Regions from separate parts of the Mus musculus genome. Here region 1 is linked to region 2. Evidence: chromatin contacts called from public HiChIP or PLAC-seq data. All regions are on one chromosome and are shown on one strand. Each heading gives the region's core, a stretch centred on a gene start, on an enhancer-like site or on the middle of the called end of the contact. The rest is flanking DNA. Distances are from core to core; before and after follow the strand shown. Region 1 overlaps Adgrl3 (adhesion G protein-coupled receptor L3). Region 2 has its middle 210 kb from the start of Gm22974.

What was found. HiChIP or PLAC-seq counts read pairs in DNA pulled down with a chosen protein or histone mark.
Region 1: a contact with region 2 is called in an H3K27ac HiChIP or PLAC-seq map of the NIH/3T3 cell line, with 6 times the contacts expected there. The contact joins two enhancer-like sites. A contact is called at or near these places in 2 of 484 Hi-C or Micro-C datasets (the MC38 cell line and tail fibroblasts) and 1 of 115 datasets of contacts at active chromatin or transcription factors (the NIH/3T3 cell line).

Annotation. Positions count from the first base shown.
Region 1 is chr5:81,362,470-81,367,969 of GRCm38.p6, forward strand. All of the region lies in intron 5 of Adgrl3 (adhesion G protein-coupled receptor L3), which reads left to right. Among named protein-coding and RNA genes, the nearest start is that of Adgrl3, 340 kb to the left of the region's middle. Within about 2 kb of position 2,977, at least 46 of the 459 cell types and tissues checked have an H3K27ac peak or open chromatin away from gene starts, as enhancers often do. A contact at or near this core is called in the NIH/3T3 cell line and tail fibroblasts, where this site is marked.
Region 2 is chr5:80,682,596-80,688,230 of GRCm38.p6, forward strand. No RefSeq gene overlaps it. Among named protein-coding and RNA genes, the nearest start is that of Gm22974, 210 kb to the right of the region's middle. Within about 2 kb of position 1,501, at least 27 of the 459 cell types and tissues checked have an H3K27ac peak or open chromatin away from gene starts, as enhancers often do. A contact at or near this core is called in the NIH/3T3 cell line and tail fibroblasts, where this site is marked.

The sequences.
Region 1 (5,500 bases), core at 1,727-4,226, 680 kb after region 2:
CTCTTTAATGCTAAAGTGCCACAGGTCCCCAGAGTCACAATTAATAAGAGCACTCAAAAATAACCTTAGGAATCTCCCACAGGGTGTGGTTTCCTTACAATGCAAGTTTGCCCTTGGGCTCTTTGGCTCCAAATCATTGATCAGAATTTGGTATCTGGTATTTTTATTTGATTGTTTGTGTTTCTTTATACAAATCATGGGAGAAATCTAGGATGGCTCTGGCAATTTTGTCAGAAAGAAATTCCGATTACAGGAGTGAAAGTATTTATAAAACTGAGCAGGAATTCTGTGTGCTTAGCTTAATAATGCAGCAAGCAACGTACTGATTGAGACAGCTGTGTGTTTAGAGCATAGCAAAGGTCATTGCTAAAGTGTCACAGGTTTTGAGGTTAGTAAAATATATATATATATTTCATATTTTCTTGGATGTGTAGGGTTCATCAAACATGAGATTTTTATTTTTCTTTGACATTCTTATGTACATATGTTGACTTATCTTCCCCCATATAGTAGCCCAGATTCCTTACTGTAAAATTTGATAACATTCTCTCAAATGGAGGTTCAATGGAATACTACTTTAAAAACATTTGCCAGCTAAATAGCTGGGCAGTGGTGGTGCATGCCTTTAATCCCAGCACTCAGGAGGCAGAAGCAGGCAGATCTCTGAGTGCAAGGCTGCCTTGTCTATAGAGTGACAATAAGGGTTACCCAGAAAAACCCTATCTTAAAACAACAGAGAAACAAACAAAATAAATTGCCCAGCCGCTTTCTTCATTGGAATTTTTCTACTGTGCGTTTTAGGAGTAAGAAAAAAAATGACACTTGAAATTGCTATTTGGTAAAACACTAATGTATAATTGTTTTTGCCTTTGAGCCCCCTGTCTTTTACTAAAGAGATAAAGTTTAAGAGATTGTTTCCCATTTTTAGAGAGCTACCTACTTCTTACCCTAGTTCACTGTTTCTTATCATCTAACTTCTCCTATCTGGCTATACTTATCCATTTCTCATTTATCTATCATCTTTCTATCTATCCATCTATCTATCTATCATCTATCTCTCTATCCATCTATCTATCTATCTATCTATCTATCTATCTATCTATCTATCTATCTATCTATCTATCTATCATCTATGTATCTTTGTATCTATGTATCTATCTTTGTATCTATGTATCTATGTATCTATGTATCTATCTAACTATCTATCTATCTATCTATCTATCTATCTATCTATCTATCTATCTATCTATCATTATCATTTATCTACATTCATATTTCCTGTCTTTAAATTAGCTGGGCACATATCCTGGAGATTACTCAGTTGTTTTTCTCAGAATCTCTGAGGATTCCTACAATGGGCCCACTTTACTTTAAAGAAGGTTCTTATTAAGCATCTGGCAGAAATCGGCACCACTTCCTAGCCTCCCAAGAACATATCTATTGTATCCAAATCCATTTTCATGTTCCAAAACACTGCTGAACAATGGTCCTAGGACTTGAACTTTCCTTTTTTGCTCTATTGGTAAACGGGAGATTATACAACTATTGCCTTAAGAAGCAAAAGAGAACATTGTGTGTAAAATCATTTTAATGAGGATTAATGAGAATAATCCCTAGCAGAGGTATTGGTGCAGAACGAGAGCTTAGTCATACTTGAGGATTATGAATTTCATCACGTATTGTTCTATGTATGGGATAAATGAGAGTTTATATAATACACTTAGCACTGTGCTTGGCCCAGAGGAAGCACTCAGATAGGGTAGCTACTTAATTATTGCTGTCAACACCACCAATATCCCCAACCCTTGCCGCCCCCTCACCCCATCGAGTTCCAGCCTTTGTTGTCTGAGCAGTCAATGAACTGATTTATTTGCAGAGAGATGACTCAGTGCTTATGAATTGTATTTCCATCCCTGTTCATTTTTGTCTGGTGAGTCGGATGTCTTCATGCGGTTGTCCATCATCTGCCAGTAGGAGCTGCTTTTGTTTGTGGCCTTGGTGGATAGTTAAATAAAAATTAGGAAATGGAAAAGTTTAAAAATAAAAGCTTGGATTGCACCCACCATGCCACTGAGTATGACTAGGCTGAATTTGGCTCGGTCTTGTTCGCTAATCGTCCCTGAGTCTGACACATACTGGCAGTCGCTATCCCCAGCACAAATGTTCATGCTTTATAATATTTTGTACTTAGAGTGTTGACATATTTGTTATGAGTTACTTTGTTTCTTGCCAGTGCCATAAGGGGAGGAAAGTGTGATTCAAAATGTAGGAAACATGAAAATCAAGAATAAAATATTTGTACCTCTGCACCTTATTTGTTTGCATTCTTGTCAGGGTATATAGCTTGCTACCTGAAGAGGAAATGACAGGCTATTTATTCATCATGATATATATATATATATATATATATATATATATATATATATATATATATTGTCTAGTGTCATATACATACACACACACACACACATATATATATATACTATATATTATATAAAACAAAAATATTACTTTGTGAGATGGTAAAATGGCTTAGCAGAAAAATTGATCTTTATGTACAAATGGAGAGACTTGATTTTGATAGCTGACTCCTGGTAACCTGAGTTTGACCCATGTAGAAAGGTAACAGAGAACTGCTTAACAGAGATGCCATCTGATCTCGGCTCTCGAGTTGTGATATATGGAGGTGCCCACAATACAATACCATAAATAAAATTCTAAAAGTAATTTAGAACAATAGAATCTGACACCCGATACTCTCCGAATGCCCCCTTTTCTTTAATAATGGCTATGTTCTCAAGGAGGCAGTTCCTTTTTTTGCTTTTGATCTGTAGTCACCCTCTACTGAGTCACAGGATGAGATTCGAGTAGCAACATTGCCAAGAACACTTTCTGAACTCATTGCCTGCAAAGGAAGCCTTTCCAGTGCTGTTAGTCCCAACTTTAACCAGGCAGCATTGAGGAAACCTTCCCTAACTTCCTGATTCTCCAAGAGTCCGTCATGGTGCTGAGCTAGAGCACTCCCATTAATCATGTGAGTGGAACAAAGCAGACAGAGAAGCCAGGGGACAATGCTGTATTGTGCCTTTTGTCAGTTTTTAAACCCATAGTTGGTAACTCATAGGATTTATGCAATTAAGAAAAATTTCATGAGATAACTCATGTTGGCCACAATGGCTAATAAGGCATGCTCTCCCCCGCCCCCCGCCCCCCTCCCCCCCCCCCCCCCCGCTTTGGAGAGTAATGGTTAAATATTAAATACCTCTGACAGACAGAAAAACTCAGTTCTGTTCATCTGTCATCATTTTAAAGTGCTATTTTAAAATAATCTGAAAGGCTGGATGGATTCTAGTCCTCGTCCTACGGCATAAGAAGGCTGTTGAGAAACAGCATGTGTTCTGGAGGAGGACAGACCTTTAATTCATCAAGATGTAACTATTCAAATTATGTCTCCATTATAATCTCATTCCAGCTCTAGACCAGGTGCAGAAACAGATTTCCTGATGTGTCTTATTTTCCATAGGAATAACTGTAACATACTTATTTAAAACAACAAACAAACAGAATCCAATTGGGAAGTAGAGGAGAGGTGAGAGGTGAGAGGTGATAAGTGAGAAGGAAGAGGGGAGAGGGGAGGAGGGAGAGAGGGAATGGGGAGAGGGGAGAGGAGAGGGGGAGAGAGAAAACAACTCTTGTTCAGTTTGACCAACTGACTTTGTCATTTTGAATAGAAGCCATTTCTCTAGCTTTCTCTTTGATGAATATTAGCCATCATTTTAGAGATCAAGTATTCTCAGGACATTTTCTCTTCATTATGAAACACAGTTTTCCATATCTGCCTCATAAATATTTGTTAATTACAACCAATAAATCTTAGGAAATTTTCTCTATTAAATTATTATTTTAATTCTCAATGAAATTGAATTTGGAAGTTGTCTTTAGATGGAAGATCAACTTCAGTCACTCCTCAATAAACTTGTTTTTATTTTGTCATATCATGTAGCTATTGTTGAATAGTTTTGTCAAACCCAGATTTTCCATCTTTATGCATAATTAAATATAATGTTCCAACTCAGTGTAGGGTGCTTTGAAGTCATCTTTAAATTTATATATAATGATGTATTGTTTTGACACCACTGATTCTGTTATAAGAAAATTAATCTTGTTGAAGGGACAAAAAAGTAGAACTGGAAAAAAAAAATATAAGTCTGTAGGACATGGATGTATCAGCTTATGCTTAATGACTCTGATGCTTTGAATTGGAGGATCTATGAATGGAGATTCGTTAGATTTTTCTCTAAAGCATCCTTCCTCTGTAATTTCCTCGTGCGTCTGTGGATTTCTAGACTAGGTATTATGAGGATTTATGATTCCCAATTCGTGACTATGAAAAGTCTGAAGCTATTTTGATCTTAGGATGGGGCTCTGCAAGAATTTGCTCAGATCTCAGCATCGCGGGAGATTATTAACTTATTAGGACTAGTGTCTGACAACGTGGGCACTTTAAACACAGAATTTATTACCCTGCTGCTCTGAAAATATGAGGTGAATGTTTCTGGCGAATTCCTGCTTAAGGCTATGAAGTCTCCAGACTTCACTCTGTGGTGTCTTCTCTCTGTGTGTCCAAATTTTCCATTTATGAGAACAAGTGGATCACTCTAAGGATACCATTTTAACTATTATACTCCTTAGAGACCTGTTTTTAAATAAGATCTCATTTTGAGGTAAGAGGGATTAGGATTCAATATAAACATTTGCAGAATAGGATTTAACATGTGGTAGCAAAGATTGAGTTTTTTTTTTTTTAAAAAAGACTCTGAAATAGTCTTCTTTTTTTCTCCTTATCAAGAATGTGTGTATATCTTTATTTACTTGCCTCTTAGTTTTATTTTATGTTTAAGTTTTTAAAGTTTTTTATATTAGGAATTAAACCTGGTACTAGTACACACTAAGTGTAATGTTACTCCTGTAATGTTACATTTCAGCATTTATTTCTGAGTAATGTTTTTTTTTTTTTTTCTGGTCCTGGGTATTGAACCTAGGGCCTGGTGAATGCTAAGCAAGAGATCTAACTTTGAGCCTTATCAGCAGACCTAAATTTGTATCAGTATTTGTGTTTTGTGGTAAAGAACTTGAACCTATTTAGGGGAGAGAGTGGAATTTTTGCTTAGTCTTAGTAGTTCTACTGCTTGTGAGAAAAGTCAAGACATAGTAGTAAAAGCTAAAATTATGAATTGAATATGACAGCTTATGTCAGGAAGTTTTTGGCAATTTGCCATTTCCATGCAGTAATTTAGTAGTTTTCTACTATGTTTATTGTCAATAACAGTACATGTATACTCATTTTATTATTCCCTATGTCTATTTTGAAGTAATATTTCAGTGTTTTTTCTTCTGACAAAAATTTAATCTATTTGTTCTACTAAAATATAACATCGCAACCTATGCGACATGGAAGCACCCATGTTGTATCATCAATCACTTTCAACTTGGACTCTGA
Region 2 (5,635 bases), core at 251-2,750:
GGAACTGAAACCCCATAGAAAGAACATCAATATGAACTAACCAGTACCCCCAGAGCTCCTTAGAACTATACTACCAATCAAAGAAAACACATGGTGGAATTTGTGGCTCTATCTATAAAAGTAGCAGAGGATGGCCTAGTAGGTCATTAATGGGAGGAGAGGCCTTTGGTCTTGTGAAGACTCTATGCCCCAGTATAGGGGTATGCCAGGACCAGGAATGAGTGGGTTGGGTAGCAGGGGGAGGAGGGAGGGTATAGGGGATTTTCAGAGGGAAAACTAGGAAAGGGGATAACATTGAAATGCAAATAAAGAAAATATCTAATAAAGAAAAAAAAGTGATCTGAGTGTGATGTTAAATTCCTGCAATCTCAGAATTTTGCAGGTGGAAGCAGGAGGGGCAGTTCAAGGCCAGCCGGAGCTACATGGTGACTTTGAGGACAATGTAGGCTACATGTAAACCTGCCTCAAAAATCAAACAAACAAACTAGGCATAAGTTAGATGTAACACCATTTTGGTAAAAATTGGGTAGAAGAAATATAATTTACCTTTCTACATTTAAAATGGAGAAGAAGAGAGGGAAGAAGAAAAAGTTGTAGAGCATCTAACTCTGAAGTGTGTGCCTGTGCATGGGCGTGTTCACGTGTGTGTGTTTGTGGCTTGTGTGTGTTTAATAGCTTAGGAAGGAACAAACGAACCAGACTAACATGGTCGCTGATCTGAATTCTTGTTTTAAAATAAGGAACATAAACAAAAACAAAGAAAGCACAAGAATATATAACTACATTTTTGCAAGTTCTGTGCAGAAACAAAAGGCTATGTTGTGAAGTACAGATGTGGAGAGAACACATGTGGTCTCAAATGATGGCCCCATTCTCTCTCAGCATGAAGGTCATTTTTATACTTGTGGAACCTGTTGTCAGGACACTGAAAGAATGGAAACATGAAGGACAAGGCCCAGACAAGGCTATGACGAGGTCCTGAGTAAAAAGCTGGCCTCCCACATTCTTAGAACCTCACAATAAGTTACTGTGCTGCGTGGGTTTCTGCTTCAGTGAGTCAGTTAATGTCAGCAAAACAGTGACCACTATTGATAGGTATTTAGTCATAATCCATTGTATTCTTATAGGTCCTTTAATCTTTGTCCAATTAAAAGAGTTCTGTTATGTCTTGCTAATATGTCTTTGGCATGGCAGGGCCATATGAGTAAGCAGAGATTCATCACAAGTCTGAGAGTTCATGGTAGATATGTGAGAAACGGGGAAGCAGAAGAGAAGAATAAGGCATCTTACTCCATGTGGGCACTCTTCAGATCCCAAGGCATCTCACTCTATGTGGGCACTGTTCCGATCCCATAGTCTTTGCACTTGTGAGCAGCAGCTTGCCTCTAGTCAAAGCCTGACTCAGCCGTGTTGACATTCACACAGCTTTGTGACTACTGTTGACTCCTTGTGTGTTTCCAGAAAAGACTTAGCAAACGTGCATTTGCCCCAGATCAGCGACCACTCACAGACCAGTCTGATGACTCTATCAAAGTACAACTTGGTGAATCAGTGAGTTTACGGATGTTATTTACAAGAGCATGGATGAGAAATTACTCACAGGAGTAAGAAGGATTCCAAGGCAGCCATATCATCAAATAGCCCACCACAGCAAGATTCAGATCCCATAAAAGCTGCTTTCCTGCTGGGAATTTCAGGCAGCTCCAGAGGTTTGGTTCACAATTATCTTTCAACAGCTTGGCTGGTCTGCGTATCTCTCTCCAGCAATTCCTTGCTGATTTGTAGACTTGGGAAGAGGCTTTTGAACACTGTTATTTCTGCTTTCTCAAACTTGTGATCCTGTTTAATTCCTAAGTCTCATGGTGCTCTCTCCACCCTCCAGAAGAGGTTGTTTCAACTTACAGGAAAATGCTACACAATATACCTTTGGACTATATTTATAGTATTGATCCTTAAGTTACTGAATGTTTTCTGTATGTGTTAAAATATTTATGTTTAAATACATATTCAAAATATGGTCCCCCTAGAAGAAAAGATAGGTAGAAAATTGAGACACTAAAATAAAGCCCATTCTGGTTAGAACATAACTTTTGTACATTTACACAGGTTAGAACACAAGCTTATGTTTACTGTCTTTGAAATTACTTCCGGAGATATAGAAACCACTAAAGGCTCAACGGAACATTTATCTCATAAAAGATATCACTCCCTTTTCATTTTTATGTTTCAAAAATCATTTTCAGAATTGGTAATTAAAGAAGAAACTGTGGAATAATGTTGTGACTAAAATACTTTAATTTTATTTGTGACATATAGACAGACAGAAGTTTGATGGTAATTTATAAGTTCAATCTCATGTATTATCATTGATTAATTATTTGCCAATACAGGTAGATCCATAGAATTGCAAATAAATAAAATTATGTCTCAAAGGATGCAAAAGTTTTACAAGTTTTTCCTATTGTAAATATTCATAATGAATTGGTGTTTTTCATTTGTTGGTGTTATTTTAAGACAGGCTCTCCTCATGTATATATGGCTATTCTAGAAGTCACTATGTCCTGGTGACATTTTCCACATGACAATGCGACAGTGACTACATACCCCATAAGCAAATTTATATTTTACTTTATAATTATCTGGCTCCTATTATATAGAATCCTCTTTTTTATCACTTTATCATTGTTTATATTTGATAAAATGGAAGTTCAGAGTGTGAAATTAGAGGTTAGATTCGTGTTTATTCCTGATGTCAATTCTGAGCTTCTCCAGCTTGCACCATGAGCAAGTATAAAGCAATGCCGACATAAGTTTGCAAGGAAAATTATGTGTTGCCAGGATCACCAAAATAAAATATATTGTGCTTTAAGACATCATAACAGCAAAATATATATTGTTTTTCATTTCATGCTTCTTAAACACTGGGCTCGTTTTCTGAATCAATCTTCTTTACTCTTGTATCTGCCTTTAGCACAGCTTGTTCCCCATGTTGTTTACAAGCTGAATTTTCCTGCTCTTCTTCACATTTATTTTTTCCATGGCTATCCATAAGCTCTTTTTATTATTAAGAACTTAATGTTCCATTAAGTAAATTTTAGTATGTTAGCATGTATAAGTACATGTCTTGAATATCCTCATTGGTAATATTTTGACTTTCAGATAGAGATAGGAAATATCTATACTTACAGTCATGAGACACATGGTTAGGCTTATGATACGCATAAATAAATAAAGATATATACTCCTGGGCATTCGGCTACATTCTTTGTCATTGCGCTTACTGGCAATATTGTTCTTGACTTTCTTCCAAAAATAATAAATGTTCTCCCTTTATTCTCATCAAAGTAACCTTTAATTACTAATTTTGTATTTATAATTCTAAACTCCAGATATGCCTATCTTTCTATAAGAGTATGGCTGTTGGGAAATGGCACTGCAATAGTGATCCTGACATGTGAGAAATATTAGCAGTTGTTACCTGATAGTTTTGAAGAGACCTAGAGATTTGTTTAGGAGATATACATTAAGAGTTCTTTTTATTTGTATTACTATATCCATGGGTTTTATGATATGGTGACAAAAATTTTCTGTTTCACTTCATATATTGTTATCTCTGTATTCCTAGTCTGCTGTATTTCTAATTTAATTCTGGGAAGATATAATAGACATATGACAATCATTACATAATCACATGATCAGCTATATATTAGTAAAAAATAAACAAAAACACTAAAACCTAAGTAAATATATTTATTATTTAAATATAAACTCTATAGAAAGGTAGTTTGGCTTGGATATTTTTATTTTTGGGCCAGGATCACTTGTGTTTGCTTTTTAAAATTAGAAATCCACAAGGTGATTCCAGAAGTATATTTAACAGTAACTTTCTATCCACTCAAGAATTCCTTTCCAAGGGAAATTACTCTTGTGTCAGGGGGTCAATCAGTGTTATATCATGCTAAATAAAAAGGAACTAGACAAAAAAAGTCCCAGTACAGAGATTTCAACTCAGTTAATCAGCCAGCCACATACTCATCAACCTTAGAAATGTCTTTAAGTATGAAACTTAAGAGGTAGTCCTTGGAACTAGTTAACAGAATTCTATAGATTGTTTGTATATCTATCATGTACAATATGTCTCCTCTCAGAATCCATGCTGGGTTTGTTGAATTGATTAAAATTTGCTAACTCTGTATTCACTCTCACATGCCCATGGGGCATTAGGGATTTATACTCTTTCACAATTTATTTGTAGGTTTCATTTCTCTCTCAATATTATTGTATCTTTTCATTCCAAACAAATATTTACTTTTCTTCTTCAAATTCCACCTTCACTATATTAGTTAACACATGAAATTGATTTTTTAATCTCTCACCAAATGGCTCAATCTAATAAGTGTACCTACAAAAGAGAAATGTATTTTATATGTAATTATACTGTGATATTTATAAGTGTGGGTTCTGAAACTAAACTTTGTTCAAAACCTAGGTTTCTTACTAACCTCCTATGTGACTTTAGTATTTTCTGTGTGTCTGTTTCTTAAATTTCAAATGAGAAAAATAATTGTCCCTACACAATATTTGAGGTATCAGATTAACTAATATTTAGCACAGTGCCTAGAAAACTGTTTACAAAGACAGTGTTCATTTATGTATATGTAGTATACAATCATAAATAATTATATGATCATGTACACTAAACAAATGATTTGAAATTATTTTATGTAATACTATTTTACTTCCAGAAATAGAAATATCAATGTATTTTGTCAAACTGGTAATTGTCTGAGAATTAACCCACTGATTTACCAAATTTATACTAAAGTTTTGTATTCTGGATACATTGATTTCCAAAATAATTTTATAAACCTCAGATACAGTTTTTAAGAATATACAATTATTTTATTATTAACATCAAAAATGCTGGAAAAATTACTATAGATTTTAAATCCAAATGTATGAGCAATAATTTTTATATAATTGCCAAAATACCTCCCTCTGGATATTTGACAGAGTATAAGGGTGATCAAAAATAATAAAGAAGTTTAAAAACAAATGCAATTCTGGGAAAGTCCATGTCTCCAAGTCATATCTGAATCAGGGCTTAGACAACAGTTAGAAGAGGTAATCTGGATTTCATCAGCTATCATTTTATACTATAATAAACACTGTGACCAAATTAACTAGTAGAAAACTTTATCTTTGGTATGTTCAAATGAGGTAAGACACCATTACAGAAAGAATGCATGGAAGAAAATAATAGTCATGGTGGCAAAAGCAACACTATGAGAGATTTCAGCACACAGATAGCAGATAAGGAATGGGAGAGGTTTAACCACTCAAAGACCATCTCCAGTAACTCACTTCCTTTATCAAGTACACATCTCCTAAGCATTTCCAGACAGTGCCACCAACTGGGGACCAAGTGTTTAAATAACCTATGGGGATATTTCTTACTTAAACCAGAATATGGACATAGTTAACGGGTTTAATTTCTTGTTTTGTTTGAACTAGTTTTATTCATTTAACTTCTATGAAGAAAAAAGATAAGAGATTCAAACTAGCAACAGATGCCATTGTTTAAAGGCAGGTGTCCATTGACTCTCAAGTTCACAGTCTATTTCACAACTTTTAA